2 separate regions of the Macaca mulatta genome follow, and region 2 is linked to region 1. The links are chromatin contacts, called in public Hi-C maps. All regions are on one chromosome and are shown on one strand. Each heading gives the region's core, a stretch centred on a gene start, on an enhancer-like site or on the middle of the called end of the contact. The rest is flanking DNA. Distances are from core to core; before and after follow the strand shown. Region 1 holds the start of PATL1 (PAT1 homolog 1, processing body mRNA decay factor). Region 2 holds the start of OSBP (oxysterol binding protein).

Region 1 (7,917 bases), core at 2,663-5,162:
TGCATTGACTCTTACCTATTCATTTGCTTAAAAATATATAGTTTTGGCCAGGCGCGGTGGCTCACACCTGTAATTCCAGCACTTTGGGAGGCTGAGGAGGGATCACTTGAGGTCAGGAGTTCATGACCACCCTGGCCAAAAATGGAGAAACCCTGTCTCTACTAAAAAATACAAAAATTACCCGGGCGCCTGTATTCTCAGCTACTTGGAAGGCTGAGGCAGGAGAACTGCTTGAACTGGGGAGGCAGAGGCTGCAGCGAGCCAACATCATGCTACTGCACTTGTCTAGGTGACAGAGCAAGACTCTGTCTCAAATCAAATGTATATGTATGTATATGTATATGCATATGTATATGTATATGTATATAGTTTAAAAGTTTAAATTTTAACTTATTACTCCACTTGTTCTACAACTGTTCTAAGTAACATGTGTTCTTGAACGTTATAAGCTTGCTTTCTAAATTTTCCATCTCGGTATTTATAACCCTGTGGTCTGTAAGCTTAGTTTGGCTCTTTAGGTTTTAAACTTTTCCCAACTCTTAAAATATGTATCTACAGGCTGGGTGCAGTGGTCAGGCCTGTAATCCCAGCACTTTGGGAGGCCGAGGCAGGTGGATCATGAGGTCAGGGGTTCGAGACCTGCCTGGCCGACATGGTGAAACTCTGTCTCTACTAAAAATACAAAAATTAGCTGGGTGTGGTGGCAGGTGCCTATAATCCCAGGTACTCGGGAGCCTGAGGCAAGAGAATTGCTTGAACCTGGGAGGCGGAGGTTGCAGTGAGCTGAGATCATGCCACTGCACTCCAGTCTGGGTGATAGAGCAAGACTCCATCTCAAAAAAGAATAAATAAATAAATAAAAAATATGTATCTATATCCAGGGATGCACAAAATTTCATCTGTGCATACTTTTCTAACTTATGAGACCTTTCTTTTTTTTTTTTTTTTTTTTTTTTTTTTTGAGGCGAGTCTCGCTCTGTCACCCAGCCCAGGCTGGAGTGCAGTGGCGCGATCTCGGCTCACTGCAAGCTCCGCCTCCCGGGTTCACGCCATTCTCCTGCCTCAGCCTCCCAAGTAGCTGGGACTACAGGCGCCCACAACCGTGCCCGGCTAATTTTTTGTATTTTTAGTAGAGACGGGGTTTCACCGTGATCTCGATCTCCTGACCTTGTGATCCGCCCGCCTCGGCCTCCCAAAGTGCTGGGATTACAGGCGTGAGCCACCGCGCCCGGCCGAGACCTTTCTTGACCCCCAAAATTCTTGGTATAAAAAGCTTTACGTTTTGTTGAAGATACTATAAGTTGCAAAGTTATATAATATACTAGTGATAGACTAAATTTTAAAACACATACACCCACATACTTTTCTACTAGTACACTAGTTTTCCTTAAGTTATATGTCATACAAATAAAAATTCCTCTCATTTAGGATTACTTTAAATCTCTCTTAAATGTTTACTTCTCTAAACATTTGAATCCCTCATAGGGGCAACCTGTAGCCATAGATCATATAGCTGGAAGGGGCAAGGCTTACAGAATACCTGATTTTAGAGGTGAGGCAAAAAGATACTCAGAGGATCAGGATAGGTGCTGTTTCCAGTGAAGAATGAAACATTCTGACTAAGATGAGGAATAGAAGAATATCTTGCCAAGTTAGTGAATGAGGTTACCCCTAATAAGATAAAGCACTTCTAAAAGACAGCACTTGAAAAGAGCAAGAAGCCAAGATGATATTATAAGAGAAAGATGTCACTTACCAACTGCACCTGACCCAAATGTATCATCATTGAATTGATCAATCTCTTCATCTTCTTCTCCCAGTCCCTGAAATGCATCTTCATCTTCATCCAGAGGACAATCCTCCAAAGACTAAAAAAAGAGGAACGACATTAGTTATTCATGAAATTCACACCCTCATTTTAAAAAGGTTCTAAAAATGTTCATCTTACCTTCTCAATGAACATAATTGCTTCATTATGACTTTTTGTAAAGATGGCATTTTCTACTTTCCAATTTCTGACACTGGAAGATTTCATCAGCTTTCTTTCACTTTCTATTTCCTATTCCTTATTTAATTCTCGCCCCACCTCACAGCATTCCATTTCTCTATTTTATCAAGAATCCACTAACAGCAGTTCCTCATGCAACCAAGAAATTAAGTCCACAACTTCCCTTATAACACTGGTTGGAAAAGTGAGGACAACTAATAATGAACCCTTTATTTTCTTGTATCTTTATGTATCTTTTCTAGCAAAATTCTCATCTTTCTCATTATATTCATGTCATGTTTTCAACTATTATTCCCTTTCAAAGCTTTGTCTTCATTTTCCATCTTTTTTATCTTCCCTATAGGCCTAAACTCTAGTGATTAAAGTTAGGTCTTCAACCACAATAAAATGAACTCTGGAAAAGCTGTGATATGACAAGTTCAAGTTCTGGCTCCACTTCTACAGTCAGTGTGAACATGGGCAACTGAGAAAATTTCTAATTAGCTCATCAAATACCTTTATACAACCTATTGTGTCTAAGGCTCTGTGCTAGGCTGTAAGGCTCAGTCTCTTATATCGTAATGCAGGGACTATACCAACTATGGCAGAGAGTTGTGATGATCAAAGCAGGCAAAGATTACAGATTATCGAACAAAGGCTAGAGGTCACCACATCCTAGGTAGGTTAACTTCACTTCAATTTTACTCAACTGATTTATTCTCCAAGTTTTCCTTTCGGTTTGGTCTTGGATCATTCCTATTAAGTATATCTGTCCTCAATTTTCAAAAATTCGGAATCAGAATTCCATAGTCGATCAGTAGATACGTTTGTGATACACCTTGCCTGGCTACCTCTTAGCTACCCTGTTTACAAAGGAAAGATTAGGTCAAAGGGCATTATTCTCCTGCCAGAGCCCTTCCAAATTTATGCAAATAGGCATGCAGCTGCCTTCGTATCAAAGGCAACTTCCAGCAGCACTCCCTTCCAAATCACAAAGATCTACTTTACCAAATCACTGCTTTTTCAATTAAAAATAGGATCATTTACATCAGTTCTTTCATGCTACAAACCCAGAAAGTTTACGTCCAGAGATTAGGAGTCGCTCAAGGTCATACAGTGAGTTGGTGACGGGGTCAGCACTGTTTGTTGCTATTGCTACATTCCCGGGACCTTCACCAAACCCACGTCGCCCAACACTAGCTCAGAGGGAACTTCTGCTGGACACGCCCCCCTCCCAACTCGGAGCCCTCTTTAGTAAACGGGCTGGGGCCCTAGTCCAACGGCAAGCCCAGGCCCCCTTGACCTGAAGGTAGCCTGTGTGAATGGGGTGTGTGTCAGTGTAATTCGAGTGGAGGTGGGTGGGGGGTGGTTCCGGGTCCAGGGCGGGAAACTCGGCTCAGGGAATTCCCGGGTGACTCCTACTCAAGAAAAGCACCCGGGTAGATGCAATACTGTACCCTCGATGGCTCCTCTAGGGGTGGGGGCGGGGGTGTGGTCTGGTTACAGCACTTAACGGGCCCTCCCCACCCCAAAACGGAGGCCAACTTTCCCCAGCGGCAACTAATGGGACTGTCTCGACCCCTGAAGCCAGCTCCCAGCCCTAGAATTAGACCCGCGACCCCAGGCCAGTCGCGTCCAGCTAAGTCCTGCGACTCCCCCAGCCCGCCCCCTGCCCCGCAGGAACACGGGACCGGCGTGCGGAGGGGGAGTGAGGGAGAGGGGCGCGGGAGGGAGGGAGGGGTCACTTCCGGTCGCAACAGCTCACCTCGTAGCGGAACATTCTTGGGGAGGGGGGCAGGGAGCGGGGAGGGGAGAGGGGGAGGGAGGGAAGAAGCGCTGACTCCCCGGCTCCTCCGCGCGCGGGTCCTCAACCGGCTCGCGACCCCTGGCCGCCGCCGTACGCCGGAGCGTGCGTGGAGACGTGCGCAGGCGCGCCTCAGGCAGGGCGGCCACCCGGCTCGGCGCCCGGCGGCGGCGGCTGCGCAGGGACAGATTTGGCGTCCTGCTTCCTAGTCTCAGCGGCGGGAAGGAGGTCCCGTGGCGAGAGACTGCGCACGCGCTGCCCGTCGTCTGCTGCCTGGTGATCTGGGCTTGCAGCTCCGCCCCCTCTTTCTCCGCGCCCGCTAGGCGCTGGGCTTGGAGCTGAGGGGCAGGTCACGAGTTCTCCGTCACCCGCGAGGCGGAGAAAACCCTTGTGATTGTCACAGGGTATGGCTCTGAAGAATCCTGGGCTTAGCCTGGGCTGGGAAACATGGAGATTCCCTGGCTGTTTTTCCAACGTCCCACTCACTCTTGGGGTTGCTCGGGGGTCTCCACGTTACGATCTGCGCCTTGCGCAGGGAAAAAAGAATGGAAAGTTGCTCGTCTTCGAAAGGGGCGGACTTCTTCGCCACTTTCAGTGGCTCGTCGCCTGCTGAATCCGCAGCAGGTCAGGGCTGTGATTTATGTGGCTCTAAACGATGACGGCGCCCGTTTTTTTTTTTTTTTTTTGAAATGCCGAAGACAGGTTCTGGGAGGTTTAACTAGGGTGGTATTTTTAGGTGCCAGGCTCATCAGGCGCGAGGAGCTGCAGAGCCTTGAAGGGCAGCACGGCCATGGGCTGCGGGCCACGCAGCAGCAGGGTCTTCGGGCCGGGATGCGCCGCTGGGTGACGCCACTTCCTTAGAGGATCGAACCTAGAGAGGAATGTGTCCAGCTTAGAAGCTGCGGACCCCTGGTTCCAGTATTCTGTTGGGTGGTTTGTTACTTCTAGCACGTTCCATGCCCTTCTTGCCCCTTTCCCTTCAGACAAAACTTGCACCACAAAGAGTGAATTCTTGTGGATTTCGCAATCCGTTTCTTCCCTGGGCGTCTTAAAATGCAGCCTCGCCTCGGAATGGCATACAGTAAATCTCCTAAATGTTAGTGTATCTGCATCAGTTTGAGTACGGGAAACGTTGAATTTGTGAAAAGTTCTGGGTGGGAGTTCGTGCTTCGCCACTGGTTAGGAAACTTTGGGCGACTTACCGAAACCTCTCTAAGCCTTAGTTTCTTGTAAAATGGGTATAATTACACCTGCTTCATGATGTTAACACTACTACTAACGATTGAAGGCTGCCTGGGACTCTGCTAGGCGCTTTATATGGATTGTCTCATTGAATCCTTCCTTATGTGCTCCCCATGAGGTAGGTACTGTTATTTTCTCAGTTTATGGTTGAGGAACCTGAGAATTAGCGACATTAAGTAGTTTGCCTCCAACCACCCAATGGCGAGTGGCAAAGCTAGTAGCTGAGATTTGTCTGATTGTTAAAAGCCCAGTGTCTTAATCACTGTGCCAAGATAAAAGCAAATGTTGACATGGGCCAGGCCTGAACTTTAAAGAAGTGGAGGAGGCTAGGGACAAGATGATATATTGGTTTTCAAACATGCATGGAACGTTATAAAATATCAAGTACTAAGTAACAGTACCTCTTAATAATTACCAAAGAATTGGTGCCATGTAGATCAAGGGTTAGCAGGCTGTGGCCCACAGCCCAATCTGGCCAGCCACCTGTTTTTGTAAGGGAAGCTTTGTTGGAATACAGCCAACCTTATTTATTTACATATTGTCTTTGGTTGCTTTAATGTTATAAAGTCAGAATTGAGTCGTTACAGTGGATACAGTGTGTCCCGTAAAGTGTAACATATTTACTATTTGGCCCTTTACAGAGTTTGCTGATCCCTGATCTTGCAGATAATGTTTTCTGATCATTATATAAGATCAATAGTAACAACAGATTAGGAAAAAAAGTCTTAAATTTTCAACAAAACAAAACAAAACAACAACAAAAAAACCCGTCTAGGCCGGGTGTGGTGGCTCAAGCCTGTAATCCCAGCACTTTGGGAGGCTGAGGCGTGTGGATCACGAGATCAGGAGATGGAGACCATCCTGGCTAACACGGTGAAACCCCGTCTCTACTAAAAATACAAAAAAATTAGCTGAGCATGGTGGCGGGCGCCTGTAGTCCCAGGTACTCGGGAGGCCGAGGCGGGAGAATGGCGTGAACCCGGGAGGCAGAGCTTGCAGTGAGCTGAGATCTCCTCACTGCACTCCAGCCTGGGCCACAGAGCCAGACTCCCTCTCAAAAAAAAACAAAAACGAAAACAAAACAAAAACCCCTCTAATCCATTGACTACTTAAGAGAAAATAATGGAAAGCAGAAAATATTTACAACTGAGTGATAAATGTATTAATATATCAAAACTTTTAGGACACTGACAAAACAGTTTATATAATAAAATAGGGGATGGGTGTGATGGCTCATGCATGTAATACCAGAACTTTGGGAGGCTGTGCTGGGTGGATTGCTTGAGCTCAGGAGTTGGAGACCAGCCTAGGTAACATGGCGAAACCGCGCCTCTACAAAAAATATAAAACTTAGCTGGGTTAATTTTTTTTATTAGCTGCTCCGCATTATTTCTGGTATTAGTGGTGTGCACCTGTGCCTGTAGTCCCAGCAGCTACTCGAGAGACTGAGAACGAAAATAGGGAAGGCTGAATATAAATTAACTATAAAATAAACCCAAAGAAAGTACAAGGAAAGAAATGCTGTAGAGCAGGAATTAAAGGAGCAGAAAACAAGGTGTCATAGACAGGATCAGCAAAATTTCCCGTTTTTCTCTTATACACCTGTCTGTGAGGGAGATTGAAAGTCCCTTTAAAAGAATAATGTATTTTTAGGCTGGGCGCTGGTGGTTCACGGCTGTAATTCCAGCACTTTGGGAGGCTGAGGCAGGTGGATCACGAGAGTCAGGAGTTCGAGACCAGCCTGGCCAACATAGTGAAACCCCATCTCTACTAAAAATACAAAAATTAGCCCGGCATGGTGGCACGTGCCTGTAGTCCCAGCTACTCGGGAGGCTGAGGCAGGAGAATTGCTTGAACCCGGGAGATGGAGGTTGTGGTGAGCTGAGATTGCACCACTGCACTCTAGCCTGGGTGAGACTCCATCTCAAAAAAAAAAAAAGAATAATGTATGTATATATATATATATATATATACTTTTTGAGCTGCTTAATAGGCCCATTATTAAGATGGAGAAGGTACCAGTTCTTTTCACAGGTGGTTCTTTAGACATAAGGTATGACATCTCTGGGAAATGTCCCTTGAGTGGGTGGGAGAAGGGAGGTGTCTCCTGCATGCCAAGTATGTGGGAAAAGTTATTGACCACTGAGGAAGGCCATCAGTTAGAGAAAAGCCACCACACCAGCTTTCTTTGTCATTATCTGTGCTTTCTGGAGGTTCTGTAAGCCGTTACAGTATTTACAGACTATGCATTGTTTCTTTTTTACTTTTTTTTTTTTTAAACCAGACAAGGTCTCATTCAGTTACTTGGGCTAGAGTACAGTAGCATGATCACAGCTCACTGAGCTTCGACCTCCTGGTGTCATGCCATCCTCCTGTCTCGGCCTCCCAAAGTGCTGGGATTATAGGCGTGAGCCACTACACCTGGCCTGTTTCTTTTCTAAATGTAAAAAAAAAATGACATAAAATTTACTTTCTTGTGAGACTAGTTTCAGATATTTTCATCAAGTAACTTACATCTCTAAAACACTGATTTCAAACTTTAGCATGCATTTAGAATTGCCAAGATGGCTTGTGAAAACATAGACTACTTGGCCCTATCCCCAGAGTTTCACATTCAGTAGGAGGGAAGTCAGGCCTGAGAATCTGCATTTGTAACAAGTTGCCACATTATGCCCATGCTACTAGTTCTGTGACTACACTTTGAAACCCCACATTGTCCATTAGTGCTTGCAGGGTTATAGAGGGAGAAAAGAGTAGTGGGCTGCACCCAGGGTCATTTCTCATGTAGTGAAAAAAGTTACGACAAACCTCCCAGAAAGTAATGGGAACCCTTAGTGCAGCAGATCTTAGGGGAAAAGATTTACCCATATAATAAAAATAACTG
Region 2 (7,917 bases), core at 2,101-4,600, 54 kb before region 1:
AGCTTGCTATGTTCTCTACTCCAAGGATACTACTTGGACCTTCTTCCACATTCCTCCTTATTGGAGCTTTTCACAAACCACTTCTTAGGAATCTCTTCTGCCTGGGTCATCATTGTAAACTAAAGAAGTTTCTCAAATTACAAAAAGTCTGTAGCAGTTTAAAAAATACCAAGGAACTCTGGGAGTAAGGCAGGCTTGATCTTGGAGCTCTTGCGTTTGGGCAGATACACTTATGATTATAAATGATTAGTGCGGAAGCTGGAAAGACACGAATCTCAGGGTACAAGAGAGGTTCTTCAGGCACTACAATATTAGGTGGTATTTTCTGACCAGAAAGTTCTTCCCTGAAAAAGCTAGCTGAAATAGTAATTCAATCTCTAGAAGCCAGCCAGGAAAACTAATACTATGGCCTGTCACGATGTTTCTGGGAGAGCTGGGATTCCATATAAGGTTTTAAATAATGAGACATCTAAGTAACTGGGTACGTAAGGAAGCCCAGGATAGGTAAAAAGAAGGAAATGGTTTGCCAAGGCCTATTAGGACAGCTCATCCGAGGATGGATCTAGGAAGTACACAATCCCACTTAAAAGGAAAACAGTATTTTGGAAACAGTATATATAAGAAACTGCAGGTTTTGGAGGTATGAAAAGCAGGAGGAATGACACTTGTCTAGGTAATTCTTGGAGGAAGATGAGGACCAGAAGAACCCTGCAGGAAAAAATAACTGCCAGTATACTTGATAGGAAGTATTTCAGTGCAATTTTGAGGGTAGTGCACAGATCGATAACTCTGGATCCCGCTGGTTTGTTTATGGCTGGGACCGTCTAAGTTGGCTAGGGCAGGCCTATGGCATATTTCCCAATATGTGGTTTGGTGTGTTTGGGAAGGAGTTGTATCTGTACTCAGACAGGTACCACTAGCTCTTGTAAGGGAGAAAAGTGGTAACAAATACTTAAAGAGACAGCAACATATAAGTTATTAGTGTCTAAGATCACTACTGATCAACACAAGTACTGATCAAAGAATCCACTGGCCTGGAAAGTGGATCTGGTAAGAACTTGGATGAGAAATGACCACACATGAAGGCCCTGGGGTGATATACAATTTTTGAAAACGCAAAAACAGTAATATTGACTTGCTACCCAAGTCAGGATATAAAGCAATTAAACATTAAAATGATGGTCAATAATAACAGGAAAACATGAACTTGAATGAGAGAAAAATCTGGGGAAATTAAAATTTTAGATTTGTAATCTAAGTTTAAATGGATGGTCCTGGATAGTTAGAAAGGGTTATAGTTAAAATCAATTCTGAATACAGTAATGCAAATGAAATATACAATTATTCACAACTGTTGATGAAGCAGTGAGGATGAGCTATCTAACGCATTTTGCCGTGTAAGAGGACAGGTAAGAAGAATGTGTTCCTGCCAACAACCTCCAATTCCCACCTTCAATTTCTCCTCAAAATTCTCTAAGAGCCACTACAGTGGAGTTAATGGAAAAGAGACTTGTTCAGCCTAACTCTCCGGGTGGCAGAATGATTCCTGGTGAAGGAAAAGAAATACAGAGTGAACTGCTCTTCAACATCAGTGTTTTCGGTCTCAAAGAGGATGGTCTCTGGAAAAAAGTATTTCCATTGGAATGTCATTAAGCAAAATATCCCTTAAAGGAGATTTTTATACTTTTTGCATAAAATACACATAGTAAGCATGATCCATAAAATTACTCGCTATTGATAAGCAATTATCTCTGTAACTGACTGATTCATTTAACACTAACCTGAGTTTTAGGTTAGATTAGTGTGAACAGAAGTAGTTTCAAATCCCAACTCCTCCAAAACCTTGGGAAAGTTGCCCATGCTAAGTCTGTTTCCCTCATCAGTAAGATGGGAATATTTCCCAACTCCTAGGGTTGTTGCTGGGAGTCAACAAAATACTGTAATGAAATACTGTATATAAGACACCTAGACACCTTGTGAGCCCTCAGGAAATGTCTACGCCCTGTCCCCAAATCACCTATCTTAACTCCTCTATCCTTTTTAGCCCCAAAGCATGCTATGTGATGGCGATGGCCAAGTTATAAGTCACCATAAATATATATTAAACAGTCCAAAACACCTTGTTGAACAGAAGTAATCATACCAAAGACATGGATTCTTCTTTTAATAAATGTTAATCCCAACTAACCAAAAAATCACAGAAATACTGGGTAAAACACTTAATCATTTCCACGGGAGGAAGTGGGGCAAGCAAAAATAAAAGCAGCACTGGGGTGCACATCTCCATTGTGGGCTGTCCAGAGGCAAAAGCGTATGCAAAGTCTTGGAGAGATAAGGCAGAAAGGGGACGGAATACCAAAGCCACCCAGTGTGAGTGATGCCCTTGTGTCTCAATGTGAAGGAAGCAAGGACGGGCACATCAAGAGCTACGAATAACCTTGAGTTTTGGAGACTGGGCACTGACAGCTAAAACTTAGGACTTCCAATGTAAGTTCCTTGGGAGGAGTGCCTCGGGTTTGCTCTGCTGTGTTCCCTTAGTACCCACACCAGTGCCTTGCTTGCAGAATTAATAATTGCACCCACGTGCTGGTGGAAATATAATGGAAGAACAGACGCTCTCCAAACAATTGCTGACTGGAAAGGCCGGGAGTGAAGGGAAGATAAGGCACCAAGGGTGGGTAACCCGAGGGAAGGTGAGGTGTAAGTCCAGGGGCTTTTCACTTCGTGACAGTGGGGTCCGACCCCCGGGCTGTCAATCCGCACAGATGACGAAAAGGGGCCTGGGGCAACCCTGGCTGCGGTGCCGGCTGGCGGTAATGCCGGCGCTGGGACTGTTGGCAGCGATGGGAGAGGCAAGGTGAGCGACGGCGCCCCGGAAGCAGTTACCTGTAGTAGCTCAAGAGCCCGTTGCTCAGCACGAACCACCGCCGCTGGTAGCCTTTGATATAATTGGTCCATTTGAAGAGCCAGCCCTCTCGAGCCGAGCCCGAACCCCCAGCGCCCGAGCCGCCCGAGCCCCCAGTCGGCGGCGCAGGGGCCGGGCCAGCCGCTGCCACTCCCCCGGCCCCCGGGCCTCCCGCCGCCGCCGCGACCACAGTCCCTGACGCGGCCCCGGAGCCTGGCCCCGCGTCTCCGCGGCCGCCGCCTCCTCCCACCACTGGGGGACCGGCACCGCCGCCGCCAAGTGCTGCAATGGCTGCCGGGCCTGGCCCCACCACTCCTCTCAGCTCCGTCGCCGCCATGAGCCGCCGCCGCCTGGAGATACAGGACCGGAACCGCCTACGAGAGCCGCCGTCGCCTCCCGGAGCGCCCCACAACGCTACCGCATCAGCCACCGCCGCGCAGCGTCCCCGCCCCGCCAGGCGAGCCGCGGGGAGGAGGGCTCGACCGCCGGGAAGAAGGACGTCGATTGGTGCCGCTGAGTGTCACTTGAGGAAGACCCCGCGGACATTGGCATTTCTCTCGGGCCTGTCATTCTACAGCGCCCAGTGAGAGCTTGGGGTGGGACGCGTCCTCCTGGCCCACCGTCGATTGGTTCAGATAAAGGCCAATCAGACATATGAAGAAGTTCATTGGTGCTTTCCTGAAGTTTCCAGGGCTCAGGGAGGACGGGAGAATGCGGGGGTGCCCGGCCAATCTGATCGCCGATTGGCTGGTGTTTCCGCCACTCATTTCAGTTTATGCTCCTGTCACTGCCACGTCACCCCCTCCCATCACTCTTCTCATCATCCTTTTCCGCCCTTATGGATTGGTGGTTGGTATCAGCTGCTCCCCATTTTCTACCATTTACTGAACGAGTTGAGGAAAAAGGGAAGGAGTCTTGTCTTTACATCGTCATTTTCTTTTTTTATTGGTTAGCACCTATGCCACTCACGTGGTGGAGAGGCGAGGCAACAGTTGGAGATGATTGGTTCTGAGAATTGGCTGTGAAAGCGGCATTGCTGACCAATGAGAGATACTTAATAAGAGAGGGGCAGGCCGGGGCAACCAACGAAATCCGAGAAGAGCGCTTGGGGGCGTGTCCGTCTGTTTCAGCCTTTGGGAAGTTGGTGGGAGGTGAGAGTGACTCGGCCTCTTAAAAGCGTTCTTTTGACATGGGTGTGTTGTCGTGTTCACGTTTTCTGAATTAAGACCTTTGTAGCTTCTTGTTAGGAAGAACCTGGCGGACAGAGTAACTCTCGGCAGTCAGCCCCCGCCTGAGGCTCCCTTTAAGGACGCCTTTCTAACTCGAAGCTGGACACCCAGATTCCAGGGCTGCCCAGAAGTAGCTTCTCCAGCCCCTTCCTGGATCAGTGGTCCCCCTAGTTCCCTTCCCTGTTTGCTCGTTATCGCTCCACACCGCTTGTGTCTTGATTCTAGACTGTCGTATGCCTATACTAATTCTGTCCCTTTCAGAAGTAGATTCGCGAGGACCTGACTTTATGTGTCTCTTCCAGACCTAAAGGCCCTTGGTCTTAGCATCATAGGTGCCACGTAATGCTTTGGACAGAAAATCATTACTTTTTTTGTATCTTTAAACTGATATATCGTAGTTGTACATATTTAACTTTGGACAGAAAATTATTTTTTGTATGTTTAAACTGATATAGTTGTACATATTTTCAGGGATACATCTGGTATTTTGATACACGTATTCAATGTACAATTATCAAATCAGCGTAATTGGGATATCCATCATCTCAAACATTATCTTTGTGTTGGGAACATTTTCTGCTATGCCTTCTCTTGTAGCAGGAAATTGTTATTTTTGATCAACTCACTATTCACACATTTGTGAAGATTACAAATTCAGTAACTAATGTAACATTTAGATGTAAGCTCTTGTTGCAAATGTAGCCCAAAGCGCTGTACTTTGGGGAATCTAGCATCTGTTACATTTTGCTAGTTTGAACAGGCAATAGAAATAGCTATTAGATACTGTAAAAGAAATTGACTTTCTTTGCCAATGTGCTTCCCAGTGTCAATAAATTAAAGTATCCTTTTTTAGAAAATGGTTTCAAAAGAAGAGCAGTATTTATTGAATTCTGGAGAGAGAATGCTCTTTAAAAATCTGCAATTTTTACTATCAGGGATCATTTCTATAGCTCATTACTAGTGAATTTCCCTGAATGTGTAGAGCAAAATAAAATCTGTTAGATGTAGGTTATTTGGGATTTTTTTTTAAATCGAACTAGAGTTAATCTATTTAGGCTTGAGTCCTGCTTTTGCTACTTACTGGGTCTATGCCTTTGAGAAAGTTATTTAAGCACTCCAAGTCTCAGTTTCCACTTCTATTAAACAGGAATAAAACCTCACAGGGATGCTGTTGTGATTAAGTGCGTTTGAATGTGTTTGATCAACTGTAGATAGCTACAAACATGTGAGTTGTGTTGCCAAACACATCTCACAGGTTACTTGCCATCACAAAGGAGAAACATACTTTTACAACAGGGAGATCTGGCAGTCCCCACCTTAACCCAGTTATCCAATTTAGTATCAGTAATCCTTGGACAACCAACATTTTTATGAGGTTCCCAGTGTGCTGCAGCACGAAGTATACAGCATCACTTAATGGTGTTTTCTTGCCAAAAATACTGAAAGTGAATCTTATCAAGGCTTTGGATCTAAACTCCAGTTTACCGGGGCTGGAGGAACCAGTTGAACCATAACCCCAAGGAGATAATCAGATAAATCAAGAACGTGAAGCATTCTACAAACAACTATTTTATAGAAGATAAGACATGAAGATCAAGGAAAATCAATGTCATAAAAATGGTCATGGGTGATTGTTCTAAATTTGAAAAAAAACGTAAAAAGATACAATCAAATGCTTAATTGGATTCTGGTTCTGAAAAAGCAGCCTTTTAGACATTTTTGAGACAATTGGGGGAAATTTGAAATGGTATTAGATGTTGTTAGTTATTACATTTGTTCATTGTAATAATGGTATGCTGGATATGGGGGAAAACATCTTTACAACTTGGAGAAACGTAGGAGTGAAGAGTTATGATATCTGTAACTCTCTTTGAAATGGTTCAGCAAAAAAGAAAGATAAGAGACCAGTCTGGGCAACATAGTTAAACCTCTGTCTCTACCAAAAACAAAAGCAAAACAAAACAAAACATTAGCTGGGCATGGTGGCCTATTCCTGTAGTTCCAGCTACTTGGGAGACCGAGGTGGGAGGATTGATTGAGCCCAGGAGGTCGAGGCTACAGTGAGCTGTGATTGTGCCAGTGCACTCCAGCCTGGGTGACAGAGTGAGGCCCTATCTCTCTGTCTCTCTCTCTCTCTCTCTCTCTCTCACACACACACACACACACACACACACAAAGAAAGATATATACTTTGAAATGCATACACACACATCTATCTGTCTGTCTACTTCCTTTCCTACCTATCAAGCAAATATGGCAAAATGTTAATTGTTAAATCTATGTGGTAAGTATATAGGTGTTTACTATTATTTCTACTTTTATTGTATATTTGGAATAATAATTTTATTTTTTTTTTTTTATTTTTTTTTTTGAGACGGAGTCTCGCTCTGTCCCCTAGGCTGGAGTGCAGTGGCCGGATCTCAGCTCACTGCAAGCTCCGCCCCCCGGGTTTACGCCATTCTCCTGCCTCAGCCTCCCGAGTAGCTGGGACTACAGGCGCCCGCCACATTGCCCGGCTAGTTTTTTGTATTTTTTAGTAGAGGCGGGGTTTCACCGTGTTAGCCAGGATGGTCTCGATCTCCTGACCTCGTGATCCGCCCGTCTCGGCCTCCCAAAGTGCTGGGATTACAGGCTTGAGCCACCGCGCCCGGCCTGGAATAATAATTTTAAAAAAGGTTTTGAAAGGCTAGTTTGACCTACTGTTGTTACCTAACACTGCCTCCAGAATACAGACCAGAATTCTTGGCCTGGCAAATGAGACCCATGACAATCTGATGTCACCTCTCCTTTCCAGTTCTTTTTTTTTTTTAGACAGAATCTCACTCTGTCACCTAGGCTGGAGTACAGTGGCACTATCTCAAGTGATTATCCTGCCTCAGCCTCCAGAGTAGCTGGGATTACGGGCATGCACCGCATGTCCAGCTAATTTTTATATTTTTAGTAGAGACAGGGTTTCACCATGTTGGCCAGGCTGGTCTCGAACTCCTGACCTCAGGTGATCTGCCTGCCTTGGCCTTCGAAAGTGCTGGGATTACAGATGTGAGCCACCCAGTGGTGGCTTTGAAATGCATACACACACATCTATCTGTCTGTCTGTCTACTGCCCTCCCTACCTATCTATCAAGCAAATATGGCAAAATGTTAATTGTTAAATCTATGTGGTAAGTATATATGCTCACACCTGGCCTCTCTCTTTTGTACTGGTGTACTGTGCGCTCCAGTTAAATTGATCCACACATCTTTTTCCACATTCACCCTACACTTTCTCAAATTGATGCCTTTGTGTGTACTTTCCCTCCATTAAATGCCCAGTGAACTCCCTCCACAGAATTTCCTCGGATTTTCCTGGCTAGAAGTAATGCCCCTTCCTCAGGAATTGCAGAGTTTCCTGTGATGTTAATTGTCTTGCCTTATAATTATCTATGTTTCAATCATATCTCCCCTACTAGAGGGTCAATTTCTCTAATGTGTAACCTGTATCTATTTCATCTTTGTTTCCCCTGTGACAGCACACAACCTAACATATTCATCTATTTAACAAATACTTATCGAGTATCTATTATATATCTTCAGGCCTGAGCCAAGTCTTAGGGACAAAGTAGTGAATGTACAAATAGGCTCTGGCTCCTCGTGAAACATAAAGGATCTTAGGGATATACACAGTATTTGTAGTGAAAAAATATGTACAGTAATTATACACATATGCACAGTAATATGGAGGACAACAGGTGTAACCTGTTTCAAAAAGGGATAAACTGTTTAAGCTGCCATCTGGGGACTGGG

The links. Hi-C and Micro-C count contacts between places; a contact is called where the count stands out from the background.
Region 2: a contact with region 1 is called in a Hi-C map of cortical neurons, with 2.5 times the contacts expected there. The contact joins the promoter of OSBP here to the promoter of PATL1 in region 1. A contact is called at or near these places in 2 of 14 Hi-C or Micro-C datasets (cortical neurons and fetal cortex germinal zone).

What each region holds. Positions count from the first base shown.
Region 1 is chr14:14,164,821-14,172,737 of T2T-MMU8v2.0, reverse strand. PATL1 (PAT1 homolog 1, processing body mRNA decay factor) reads right to left here and starts at 3,912. Exons shown (of 19, transcript XM_001089844.5): 1 at 3,753-3,912; 2 at 1,757-1,868. The coding sequence starts at 3,767. LOC144334204 (a long non-coding RNA gene) reads left to right here and starts at 4,182. Exons shown (of 2, transcript XR_013403786.1): 1 at 4,182-4,415.
Region 2 is chr14:14,218,424-14,226,340 of T2T-MMU8v2.0, reverse strand. OSBP (oxysterol binding protein) reads right to left here and starts at 3,350. Exons shown (of 14, transcript NM_001266176.1): 1 at 2,887-3,350. The coding sequence starts at 3,242. It overlaps LOC106993228 (a long non-coding RNA gene), which reads left to right and starts at 3,918. Exons shown (of 3, transcript XR_001439410.3): 1 at 3,918-4,056.